Regions from separate parts of the Rattus norvegicus genome. Here region 1 is linked to region 2. A link is a contact called in public Hi-C data. All regions are on one chromosome and are shown on one strand. The core of a region is the stretch at or near the end of the contact, and the rest is flanking DNA. Distances in the headings are between cores, read along the strand shown. Region 1 overlaps Nf2 (NF2, moesin-ezrin-radixin like (MERLIN) tumor suppressor). Region 2 has its middle 7.1 kb from the start of Lif.

What was found. A called contact is a pair of places that touch in the nucleus more often than the background predicts.
Region 1: a contact with region 2 is called in a Hi-C map of the A7r5 cell line, with 7 times the contacts expected there. The contact joins two enhancer-like sites. A contact is called at or near these places in 2 of 12 Hi-C or Micro-C datasets (the A7r5 cell line and Schwann cells).

The regions. Positions count from the first base shown.
Region 1 is chr14:83,914,652-83,920,330 of GRCr8, forward strand. The region is part of intron 1 of Nf2 (NF2, moesin-ezrin-radixin like (MERLIN) tumor suppressor); the gene reads right to left. Among named protein-coding and RNA genes, the nearest start is that of Nf2, 17 kb to the right of the region's middle. Within about 2 kb of position 3,935, at least 5 of the 93 cell types and tissues checked have an H3K27ac peak or open chromatin away from gene starts, as enhancers often do. A contact at or near this core is called in the A7r5 cell line, where this site is marked.
Region 2 is chr14:83,348,284-83,353,861 of GRCr8, forward strand. No RefSeq gene overlaps it. Among named protein-coding and RNA genes, the nearest start is that of Lif, 7.1 kb to the right of the region's middle. Within about 2 kb of position 1,853, at least 22 of the 93 cell types and tissues checked have an H3K27ac peak or open chromatin away from gene starts, as enhancers often do. A contact at or near this core is called in the A7r5 cell line, where this site is marked.

The sequences.
Region 1 (5,679 bases), core at 2,685-5,184, 570 kb after region 2:
TTAAAATGATTGACCAGTGTATGCAAAACCTAGCAACTACAGTTTCCTCCCCCTGGATATGGCCAGCCTCAGACTTCTTGTCTCCAGGCATGTCCCACAGACTAGCCACTCACCCTGTGCTGCACATAAACGCAGAGTCTGTCACACTCAGCGCAGTGCCATCAGAGCACACACAGCCATGCACCCCAGCCTCTCTGTGCATCTTGACCGTTTCTTTAGTGTCTGTCCTTTCTTTATTCCCTCACCACCCCTGCTCAAGTCGAGGAGCCAAGCTGTGTAGTGTGTGGTGTTTGTAGGCTTTTTTTTAAGTATAGGTGTATCATCTTTTCTGAACAGTTCGTCAAAAATAGAACAGTCTCTGGTTTTCCTGAGGTGTACATTTAAACCTATCTCTTTCCATCTGGCTAAAGTGTTCAACTTCTGCAGCCTTCTTCCCCGGTCTTAACTAGAGAAGAGGAAAAGGCTGAGGCAGGCATTCACTTTGCACAAGGAAGGAGGGTGCTTTGCAAAAAAAGAAAGAAAGGCACAAAAGAGTGGAAAACCAGCCTCATTAGGTAGACACATGCCCTCTGCAGGCCTCCTATCCTTACAGTGCTCTCCAGGCAGAGGGGCTGGAAGGAGGGCCTTGGGAAGCTGCAGGGCTACGGCTGTTATGGTAACAGGCCACAGTGTGATGTCATGGATATATATTGCGCCTGCATCAAAGACAGATGTGTATGAACTTTATAAACAGGACTAAGTGCTGTCGGCTTGTTATTTTTTATAGGCATTAGATTTACAAGCTTTACCCAGAGTGAAGCACTTGTCATTTATCAACTTTAGAATGTTTTAAGTAAATAGCACTGAACACTCACCCTCCACTGCGGGAACATAGCTAGAATGCAGCACTTTTCAGTTACAGGAAGCAAATGGCACCAATAACCGGGGAGTTGATTGGAGTCTATTAGCCGGGACAACCATCTCACCAGTTGGCCAGGGTTTTATGAAATCCTGACACTGCCATTTGTTTTCTGACTTTGTCAGTCTCGACGCTGCATTTTTCTTTTCTCTGATAGCACTGTGCAGCCCCTGACAATCAAACTCCTTGTACACACTGATACTACATTGCAGGATGAGAGGAAACTAGGCCACAGGTTGAGGAAAGGCCACAGCAAAACAAGGGTTCAACTCTGGAAGTAAGCCCAACTGGGATGCTAGATGTGAATGGCAAAGAATTAGAACCCACAGAACACCTCAGAGTTTACACACAACTCGGAACTGGAAAGAACCAGGATAAAGGCTTTCACAAACATGAAGGTGGGCCATCAGCCAGCAGCCACACAGTGCGCCTGTTTAGCTATTGATATGAGAGAGAGAGAGAGAGAGAGAGAGAGAGAGAGAGAGAGAGAGAAGCGGAACCAGAGAACCCATTTGGTTATCAGATCCTTCCAATTAGCTCACAAGCTGCTCTGGCATTTACCATAAGAACTGCAGAAAGGTTAGATTCCTTACAGAGAGTGTGACAGAAGGACTGGGCTTCTCTGGCTCAGGGCCTGTGCCCCGTGTGTGCCATTACTTCAGAAATGGAAAGCTCAAGATGAATGTGATTCTCTTCTCCACGTTTATCCACAACAGACGTTTATAGTCATAAATAGCCTATGAGAATAAATTTAAAGAAGGCTTGTGAATTTAAGATGTTGGTATAAGAGTCAAGTCTTAATACAACTTTTATTTATTTATCTGGTTTGAAAAAAAAGAGAGAGATTGCAACAGCCATTTTGGCATACAGCATTAATTTCAGTACATGGAGGCAGAGAGCCAAGCAGATCTCTAAGTGTCTGTTTCAGGCCAGAACACACACACACACACACACACACACACACACACACACACAGAGAGAGAGAGAGAGAGAGAGAGAGAGAGAGAGAGAGAGAGAGACCGACCAACCAGGTGGTGCACTCCTTATAAATCCTGTGAGGTAGGAAGATTTGTTCTATATAGCAATTTGTAGGCCAGTCAAAGCTGCAAAGCAACACCATCTCAAAAAATCAAAAGCCAAAACGAACACACACAATGGAGAGTTATTAGGGGCCAGGAGTGCAACTCGGTGGACATAAGCATATCAATCCCCAGCAACCTGCTCCCTAACATTATACAGATAACTTGCTATGTGATAGGTGAAAAATGAACTTCATTAAAATCTGGTTAATCAAAGAAAAATACAAAAGGAGTAAGACTATACCACAAAAGTAGGGTTTTCCTGTCCCTTGAATTTAAACTACAAAAACAGCCCGCATTTTGGTCTTGCAACTAAGGGACACATCCCTTCATGTGGACATTACTACTCACCATAGGGAACAAGGAATCCTACAAATAGAAACAAGAACAAAACAGAAAATCTGATTTGCTCTGGCTGCTCTGCAGTCCTGAAGCCTATATCCCTTATCACAAGCTAAAACTCTCTCTTTGCAGAAAAAAAAAAAAAGACAATTTTAAAAATTCACCAATCTAGCCTGGTGGCTGTGGAGCATGCCTTTAATACTAGCTAGCACTTAAGGTAGGTGGATCTCTGTGAGTTCAAGGCCAGGCTGGTCTATAAAACGAGTTCAGGACAACTAGGACCAACTACATAGTGAAACCCTGTCTTAAAAACCAACCAAATAACCAAAAACAAACGAGCCTACTCCCAATCTCCTACCCTGTCAGGTTCTGCTATAATCAACTCTAGCAATTAATTTCTTCTTCCAGTCCTCCAATCATCTGTTATTGTGCTCAGTATATATAAACTATTTTTTTTTTTTTTGGAGCTGGGGACTATTTGCTGCAAGGCTTTCCAGCAATTGCATTTTCTCTCCTTCAACCAATTATCTGACCTTATTATAACTCAGTCTACACATACCCCAGTCAGCAAAGCTACATGCGTCTACACCTTTTTAAGAACTATTCAATTCTTTTCACCATCCACCCAAAATCATGCAAAAGTTAGTACGTATTTCACATATTGGAAAAATCAGCTTATCTTCTCCCAAGATTCCAGTCTTTTCTCCAGTTCTTCTACAGACCACCAATTCTTTAAAGCCAAGGGTATGCCGCACGCACGCACGCACGCACGCACACACGCACGCACACACGCACGCACACTCTTACTTTAAGTCTCTCAGAATATAAACAAGCGCTGCACAATCTGTGGACACTCCATAAGTGCTGTGGTTGGCTGGTGATGCTGATGATAATGATGATGATAGCTAGATGAGCTTCTGAGTAGAACACTCCTAAGTAATGATTGCAATGAAGCAAGAATTTATGACACTCCTTATTAAAATTCTAATTACACAACTAGGCCTTAAGATACATATTTCCCCCTTTGGTGACACATACTGTTTCCCTTTTTCTAAAAATACCTTAGCAAAGAAATCTAAACCTCAAAGAACCAAAGAAGAAAATTTTCCACAGAACAAAAGGCACTACTAGGAAGAAACAATTCACAGCACTTTAGGAAGCCACAAAATATAGGTTTTAAACTCTGATTCAGTCTTTAGTCTTTCAAAACAAAATAAGTTACTGGTTTTTAGGGAGTAAAAGTCTTTGTGATTGCTGGCATCTTCCCTACCCAAATGGAGAGTGACTACTGGATCAGCAGTGAGCCCAGAGATCAATATTCCAGATCTTTCCTCCTACCACCACAACCAACCTGTGACTTCAGTGACCTAGTTTAAGTAGGCCTAACTCCCCCATGACTGTGTAACCTCAAGATTTTGTGCTGGAGCAAGGGGGATGTACTTGTTTCAAAGTCAGATAACAAACAGATGACAAAGCAAAAAGGAAACAATTATAGAGTTTTAAAAGCAAGATAGAGCCTGTCCTCCAAAAGCCAAGAAGACAGTATCCATCTGAGGATGTTAGCTCACAACATGAGAGCAATCATAGCTCTGTCAAACAGCCATAAACACTTCAACCCGCTGTGTTGAGTAAGTCACTTAACCTCTTCCAGGGTTCAACCTCTGCAGTCATCAAGTGGTCACCCTCTGAGTCCACGAGTTTGAGATGCTTTTGTGTAAATCAGATAGTACTTTTTTCATTGTTGGAATAATTTTCTGTCAATCTTTTAACAACCCATTCTGGTCACTTAAAATCATTTCTAAGAATGTAACTAATACTTAATGCTTCATTGATGTGTACTTTCTGGAACGTTTTCCCTTACACTGGGCTCTGCTAATATGATCCTTATGGCTCACAAGCGGAAGTGGATTATATAGCTAGAATGGTATTGTACACCTGTAATCCCATCACAGGTGGATCAAGAATTTCAGCCAACAGGGACTAGAGAGATGGGTCAGAGGTTAAGAGCACTGGCTGTGGGGCTGGGGATTTAGCTCAGTGGTAGAGCGCTTACCTAGGAAGCGCAAGGCCCTGGGTTCGGTCCCCAGCTCCGGAAAAAAAGAACCAAAAAAAAAAAAAAAAAAAAAAAAAGCACTGGCTGTGGGGTTGGGGATTTAGCTCAGTGGTAGAGCGCTTGCCTAGCAAGCACAAGGCCCTGGGTTCAGTCCCCAGCTCCGAAAAGAAAAAAAAAAAAAAAAGAAAAAAACAAGAGCACTGGCTGTTCTTCAGAGAACCTGGGTTCAGTTCCCAGTACCCACATGGCAGCTCACAGCTGTCTGTAATCCCACTTCCATGGGACCTGACACCCTCACATATATATACATAAAAATGTACATATTTTTTTTAAATAAAGAAAATAGAGTTTGAGCCAACCTTAGCTACATTATGAATTCAAGGCCAGCCTGAGATACATGAGACACATTCTCAAAAGAAAAGAAAAAGAAAAACCCTGACTGCATAGACTGTATTATGAACTCTCTAATTCAACAAAAATGGTAATTATAAATACTGCTGAAAAGTAAAATTTTCATCAAATAACATGCTGTGGAGAATATGCAATTAGCAATGATTACAATACTTAACATACCGAAAATAACAATCCTTACTATTGTAAGGATTGTCTGGTACTGATAAAACATAAGCCTAAGCCAGAAGAGGTGTTGATGCCTGTATCCCTAACACTCGCCAGGAGGCTGAGGCAGAACGATAAAGGACACCCTGAAGCCAGCCTGAGCTACGAGACTGAGCAAAACAAAACAAAAACAGGAAAAAAGATACAACGCTCATTTTTTTTTACATTTAATTTAATTTTAAGAAATTGGGAGAGCCAGGCAGTGGTGGTGCACACCTTTGATCCCAGCACCCAGGAGGCAGAGGCAGGTGGATCTCTGAGTTCAAGGCCAGCCTGGTCTACAGAGTGAGTTCCAGGACAGCCAGGGTTACAGAGAAAACCTGTCTCAAAAAGCTAAAATAAATAAATAAATAAATAAATAAATAAATAAATAAATAAATAAATACATGCATGATGTGTATTGTTCAGACTCTCCCCTGCAAATAAAAAAGAAAAGAAGGGCTGGAGAGATGGCTCAGCGGTTAAGAGCACCCGACTGCTCTTTCAGAGGTCATGAGTTCAATTCCCAGCAACCACATGGTGGCTCACAACCATCTGTAAAGAGATCTGATGCCCTCTTCTGGTGTATCTGAAGGCAGCTACAGTGTACTTATATATAATAAATAAATAAATAAATAAATAAATAAATAAATAAATAAATAAATAAATAAAATTACGTGAAGGGTATTTTCCCTGCACATACTCCTGTA
Region 2 (5,578 bases), core at 603-3,102:
CAGGTAGCTCCCCGGGTTATGAGGTGGGGGCTGGGTGGGACAAGGGCAGCTATAGGCCTGAGGCTCTTGGGACAGGGACAGAGAGGATGGTGGCTGTGCACACAGCCCGTGGCAGGTCTGAGTCAAAACACCTAAGGTCGACCCCAGCTGGTCATGAGGAGAGCTGCCCAGTCATTGCCTTATGCTGGCTTGGGTCACCCAGACAGGCTAGGCGCGGCCCAGTCAGCTGTGACTCAGGCCATAGTGGCTTTGCCACGCAGCCCAGGGGCATCAAGTACAGGGACGCCCCCTCCCCACACCCAACCCTGTTTCTCCTACCAGCAACTCAGCAACACCTTTCCCACCCTGGGGTCGGGCTCCATCTCTGGTGTGGGCTGTCTACCTCTCTGGTCCTCAGCTTGGGGGTGGGGTGGAAGTGGGGGGAGCCTCAGGCCACCAGCTTCAGACGGAAGTCAGGTGGGGGGCAGGGTGAGGAGCCAACGCCAGAGAAGTCTCAGCAGGAGAGGGAAGCAGAGGGGCCCAACAACGATGGTGTTGCCCTGAAGACTGGACAACTGTGCAAGCTGTGGAGGGCTGCGAGACCACGGTAGGATTCCCTTGAGGGGTGGTATGGAGGGGCACCGCTGCTCCCCACACTTATCTTCAAGAGGGTAGATGGTCCAGCAATTGCTCCCCTGGGCATTAGGGGCACCTGCTGGCCCACACAACCCTCCAGGATTTTGTCTCCTTATCTGTAATGAATGTGTTGTAAGACAGGGTTGGAAGACTCTCTTGGAGGATGTCCAGGCTAAGCTGGCAAGACCAGCTGTGAAAGTGCCCTGTGGGTTAAAGTTCACAGGATGGGTAAAGGACAGTGGAGAGAGCACATGGGTTCAAATCTTGCATTTTACCATCGTGGTAGGGTCAGCCTGATTCCACAGGTAGTCTTGATTCCTGGATTCCCAAGGGACTTCAGATTCCCTTCTTTATTTTCAGATCAGTGAGTTTTGAGCCTGCAGAGGTCTCTCTCGTTTACCCTCCAATAGATGCAGTGTCTGAGGACAGTCCCTGTCCATGACAGGCTGTAGCAGTCTACAGGGGCCTTCATGGGTGTCCTGGGGAGCTTGATCAGCCAAGGTCATTACTCGTCTGCCTTTGACCTTGAGCCAGATCAGAGCTTGGATGGTCTTCGAACCTGGGCATCCGAGCTCCAGGACAGTGACAAAGAGAGAGGAAAACAAAAATCAAGTCTGTGTAGAGCCCTGCATTGGGGGCTTGGCATCCAAAATTAAGAGAGGCTGGCTTTACCTCGAACTTGTCATTGTTTCTCCAAACCTGGTAGGGGCTGCTAAAAAGATGGGAGATTGTTCCCAGGATCCTGTCCATGTCATGCCGTGCCGGGACAGGACGGAGTAAGGGGTGCCTGTGACCAGTCTGTACAACCAGGTGTCCCTGGGTTGAATTTGGTTCATGCTGTGTGAGTTTAGGCAGTTCATCTTCCTTCTCTGGGTGGCCCCCCTGAAAAATGGATAGCCTGGAAGAAGTGTCAGGGCAAGGTGGGAGCAGGTAGCAGGGACCAGGAAAAGGCCACTACCCGCTACCCCCAGAACCGTGGTAAGGCTGTGCCTCACTGACCACTAGATGTGGTTCTGGCACCCCCTTGTGGCCAATCTCTTGAGCTACATCCTGCCGATGTTAGGGCAAAGCTTCTCTGGAAGCCCTCAAGAGGAGCTTTCTTCCCCTGTGTTGGCGGATGGCCTCTGCCCACCCCCATTCTGAACCTCAGGCACCCACTCACTTCCTCAAATCCGCCAACACAGCTCCACCCTCCTACTGGTACCGGCTGCGCCGGCGAGCCGGCGAGCCGACTGTACCTGCTACTTCTGGACAGCAGGGGGCGCTGCTGACCAGGGCTTGGAGCTGCTAAGCGTTTACAGGGCAAAGAACCCTAAGCTCGGTTTTCCAGGTTACTGAGGGAGCCCATCCACACCCCCACAGTCAATGACTGGATCTAGTCAAGGCAATGGGATTTCAAGGAATAAGTCCTCTTTGAATCCTCACAAGCAAACTCGTTTTGAAAACCTGGAGTCCCATCACCTTGGCAGCCCAGGACAAGCATCGGGACATATGATTACTGACTTGCTGTGTGGCTTTGGGAAAGTGGCATCCCCTCTCTGGGTCTTACCTTTGAAGCTGTATCGGATAAAGGTGTCCGTAATAAAGGTGTATCTGTGGCTTTGCCAACTTATGATTGAAGGCGCTGTTACCAATTTTGCACACATTGTAACTGAGGTTTAAGTGATGAAGCCACCTGCCTTGGGTGGTAGGGCTTGTAAGTGACAGAGCTAAAGCTGAATCTGAGGGAGGTCTGACAGACTCCAGGGTCCATGGCCCCTCTGTTCCAGCTAACAGTCACACTCTGCTTGGAAAGATAGACAAGGAGTCTGTGTCTGGTGGGGGTGGGGTGCTAAGGTTAAAGAAAACCATCTTCCCTCTAAGACGGTCTTCACCTATCAGTCTGCAGGTTCAAGTCTTCGCAGGGGAGATGCCACAGCTGAGGGACTCACAGAACCCACTGTGATAAATGCCAGGCACAGGTCTCACCTGGAAAGAGAGGGAACGGAAGCAGGATGCAGGGGTGCGGTAGGGTGAGGCCAGTTAGGCAGGAGATCAGAGCGGATTTTTGTCATGGAGCCCTGTGGCTGATAAGCGCTGGCCACCTGGCCTACCTAGGCAGAAGGGGGTGCTCCCCTGGGATGACTGGCCCCAGAGCCCCTGATAGATCTTACTGCCCTGAGCATCTCCTAGTTGCCCCAACTACCCATTAGACTTCCTGGGCCTATTTCGGAGAGGGTGGACTGGGGTAGGGACGCAGAACTTTGCACCCTTTGTGACCCTGAACAATTCAACTCCCAAGTTCAGTTTCCAAGTGTGTCAGAGGAGAAATGGGAGTGGGGCTGGAGTCCTTAGGACGTCTTTTGGGCATTCTGCATGCTCTTTTTGGAGTGGGAGGGGTCCTGAGGCTGGTGGGTATGCCGACTTGTGACCTGGAAGGCCTGCAGAGGCTCCAGGGTATAGGACTGGTGTGAGAGTAGAGCCAAGCTGTGCTTCCTGACAGGGTAGCCAGTCTTGGCTGTGTCCCACTGTCCCAGCAACTCAAACTGCTTCTGTCCCTGAGGAGTCCAAAACTTACTCTTTTCTTCCCAGAAAGTAGACAGTTCGCCCTGAGGAGTCTTTCTCCCACCCTCATTTCACGATGGAACCCTTCCTCCATTCTCACTCAGGATGGGACCCTTCATTCTTTCTCTCCCTCACATGTCCCCTTCCTAACATCCTTGGCGGGGGAGGGATCTTTTTTCAAGTCTTCCTGGCACCAAGCATTGAGACAGGGCTTGGACCACCTCCCCAGTGTCACCTCTTGGTCCAGTTAGGTGGCCCTAGTGAGTTTGACTAGAAGAGGGGACAGAGATGAGGCCAGGCCCTACCTCCGCGGCCAACTTCCAGCTTCCTGTGTGTCTGTCCACTGTTGCTTCCTGTTCTGTTTATTGCCTCCAAGTTCAGGAAACCGATGAGTACCCCCCACCCCCACCCCTTACACACACACTCGTGGTTATTTAATAGCAGCTGTGCTACAGTCAGTCTCTCTCTCTCTCTCTCTCTCTCTCTCTCTCTCTCTCTCTCTCTCTCTCGGAAAACCCAGTGGGGAAAGGAAGCTGACAGCTCGGCTCTGACATCAGCATTGTCCCTGTGCCAAAAATCCAGGGTGGCCGGGGTGGGAGGGGTAGGGCGGGGAAGGAACCAGCTGCCGGTGGCCCTCATGACACGAGGCTGCCCTATGATTCCCAGGGACAGGGGCCAGACAGTGAGAGGCAGAAACACACATGGGCACATACATGCACAGGGTCATGTCTGTCTACTACCCAGACCCACACAGGCTCACACAGGCATGGACACACACACACACACACACACACACACACACGGGGTGGGGGGAGGACTTGGGAAGTTGAGCTCTGTCTTAGCCACACATACACACAAACACTCTAATCAAATACATACACTTGCACAACAGGGCCAGACACTGATGAACACAGACTCAACACTGACACCGCGCATGCACACAAGCTCACGGAGACTCAGACACAGACTCCAGGAAGCTTCTCACTCACAAGGATTCTGCAGAGCGCCCTCTTCTGGAAGCAGCTGGGCCCCTGGGCCTAGGCCACCCTGAAGGAGCCCAGCCACTTCCTCCTCCTGTGGTGTGTATGAAGGGCTCTTGATGCCTAAGAAGAAAGGCTTGGTAGTTGTGACTGTCCCCAGCCTCACCTAGGTAAGGCAGGGAGCCCTGAGGGTCTGAGGCCGAGGAAGGAAGTGGTTCTGGAAAAGCTGGGCTCTGCAAGGGACTTCATCACAGCCTGGCCTAATGCCAGGCCTCCATCCCCACACCGTGCCTCTGGCCTGTCCATACCTAGGCCTACAATGCACCTCTGGCCCATTCCTGAGCTGGCTTCAGTGGAAGGCACAGTAGAATTCAGGTACCCTGTGCTGTGAGCTGCTGAACAGCCGTCCTAGGGCAAGTCACATAGACCTTGTGGGCCAGGCCTACATTTATGGGGACACCTATGGACAACTGGGAAGAGTGCTTCAGGGAGCATGCTCGCCCTCGCTGTGGCGATGTCAGCATACTTTGAAAGTACCTTATAACTCGTGCCTGTAACTCATGAGGCGCTAGAGGCCGGTGTGAAAGCGTTGCCACCTCTGCGTCCTGGAGATTCAGGGGGAAGAGGGCCAAAGTATAAGTGCTTATTCAACAGGGACACAAAATGCTGGACCAGGGGGAGAGCAGCCTAGCCTACAGATAGAGGATGGGAGGGCAGCGTCAGGGTGGGACCGGCCACCCACCGTGCCACACCCTGGCCTCCAGCCCTGCTGAGGGTCAGCTCTGTGGGCTGCTATTTCCTTTGCTGTTGCTATCAGAACTGGGGGGGGGGGGGGTGCAGCCACTCTGATTCACCTCCAGAGGTTTGATTCTTGACGCAGAACTAGTCAGGAAACGTCGGGTGATGCTGGGGCCGGTGGCTGTTGGCCAGACCGCTTCTTGCTCTTCTTTGGCTCTGAGCGGGTGTTGCTGGTGCCTGCCAGAGATCTGATGGGGTGAGGGTAAGAAGCAGCAGATTCCAGGACCGAGATAGGAGGGCTTACTGATGCTGTCTCCAAGGCTGACCACACATGTCCACTCCCAAGGACTGAGAGACCCAGAAGCCAGCCCAACCCTAACCAGCAGAGTACGCTGAGTCCCCAGGCCTGGCCCAAGCTCCTTACTCCCCATTGGCCTGAGTTGACTGAATATCTATCCTGAATCATCCTTGTTTTCAGAGGGGAAACTGAGGCTCAGAGAGGAGCCATCCCCCAGGGTCACACAGGTGATGTGTGGCTTGTGTGGGATTCAGAGCTCACAGTCTTTCTGGCTGAATAGCTCATACCATCCTCTATCTGGGAACACGGTTCACCTGGCTCCAAAAGTAACGTATCAACTTAAGGGTATCAGCTCCATAGTGAACCAGAGTCGGGGCTGTAGGTCTAAGGACGCCCTCATTTT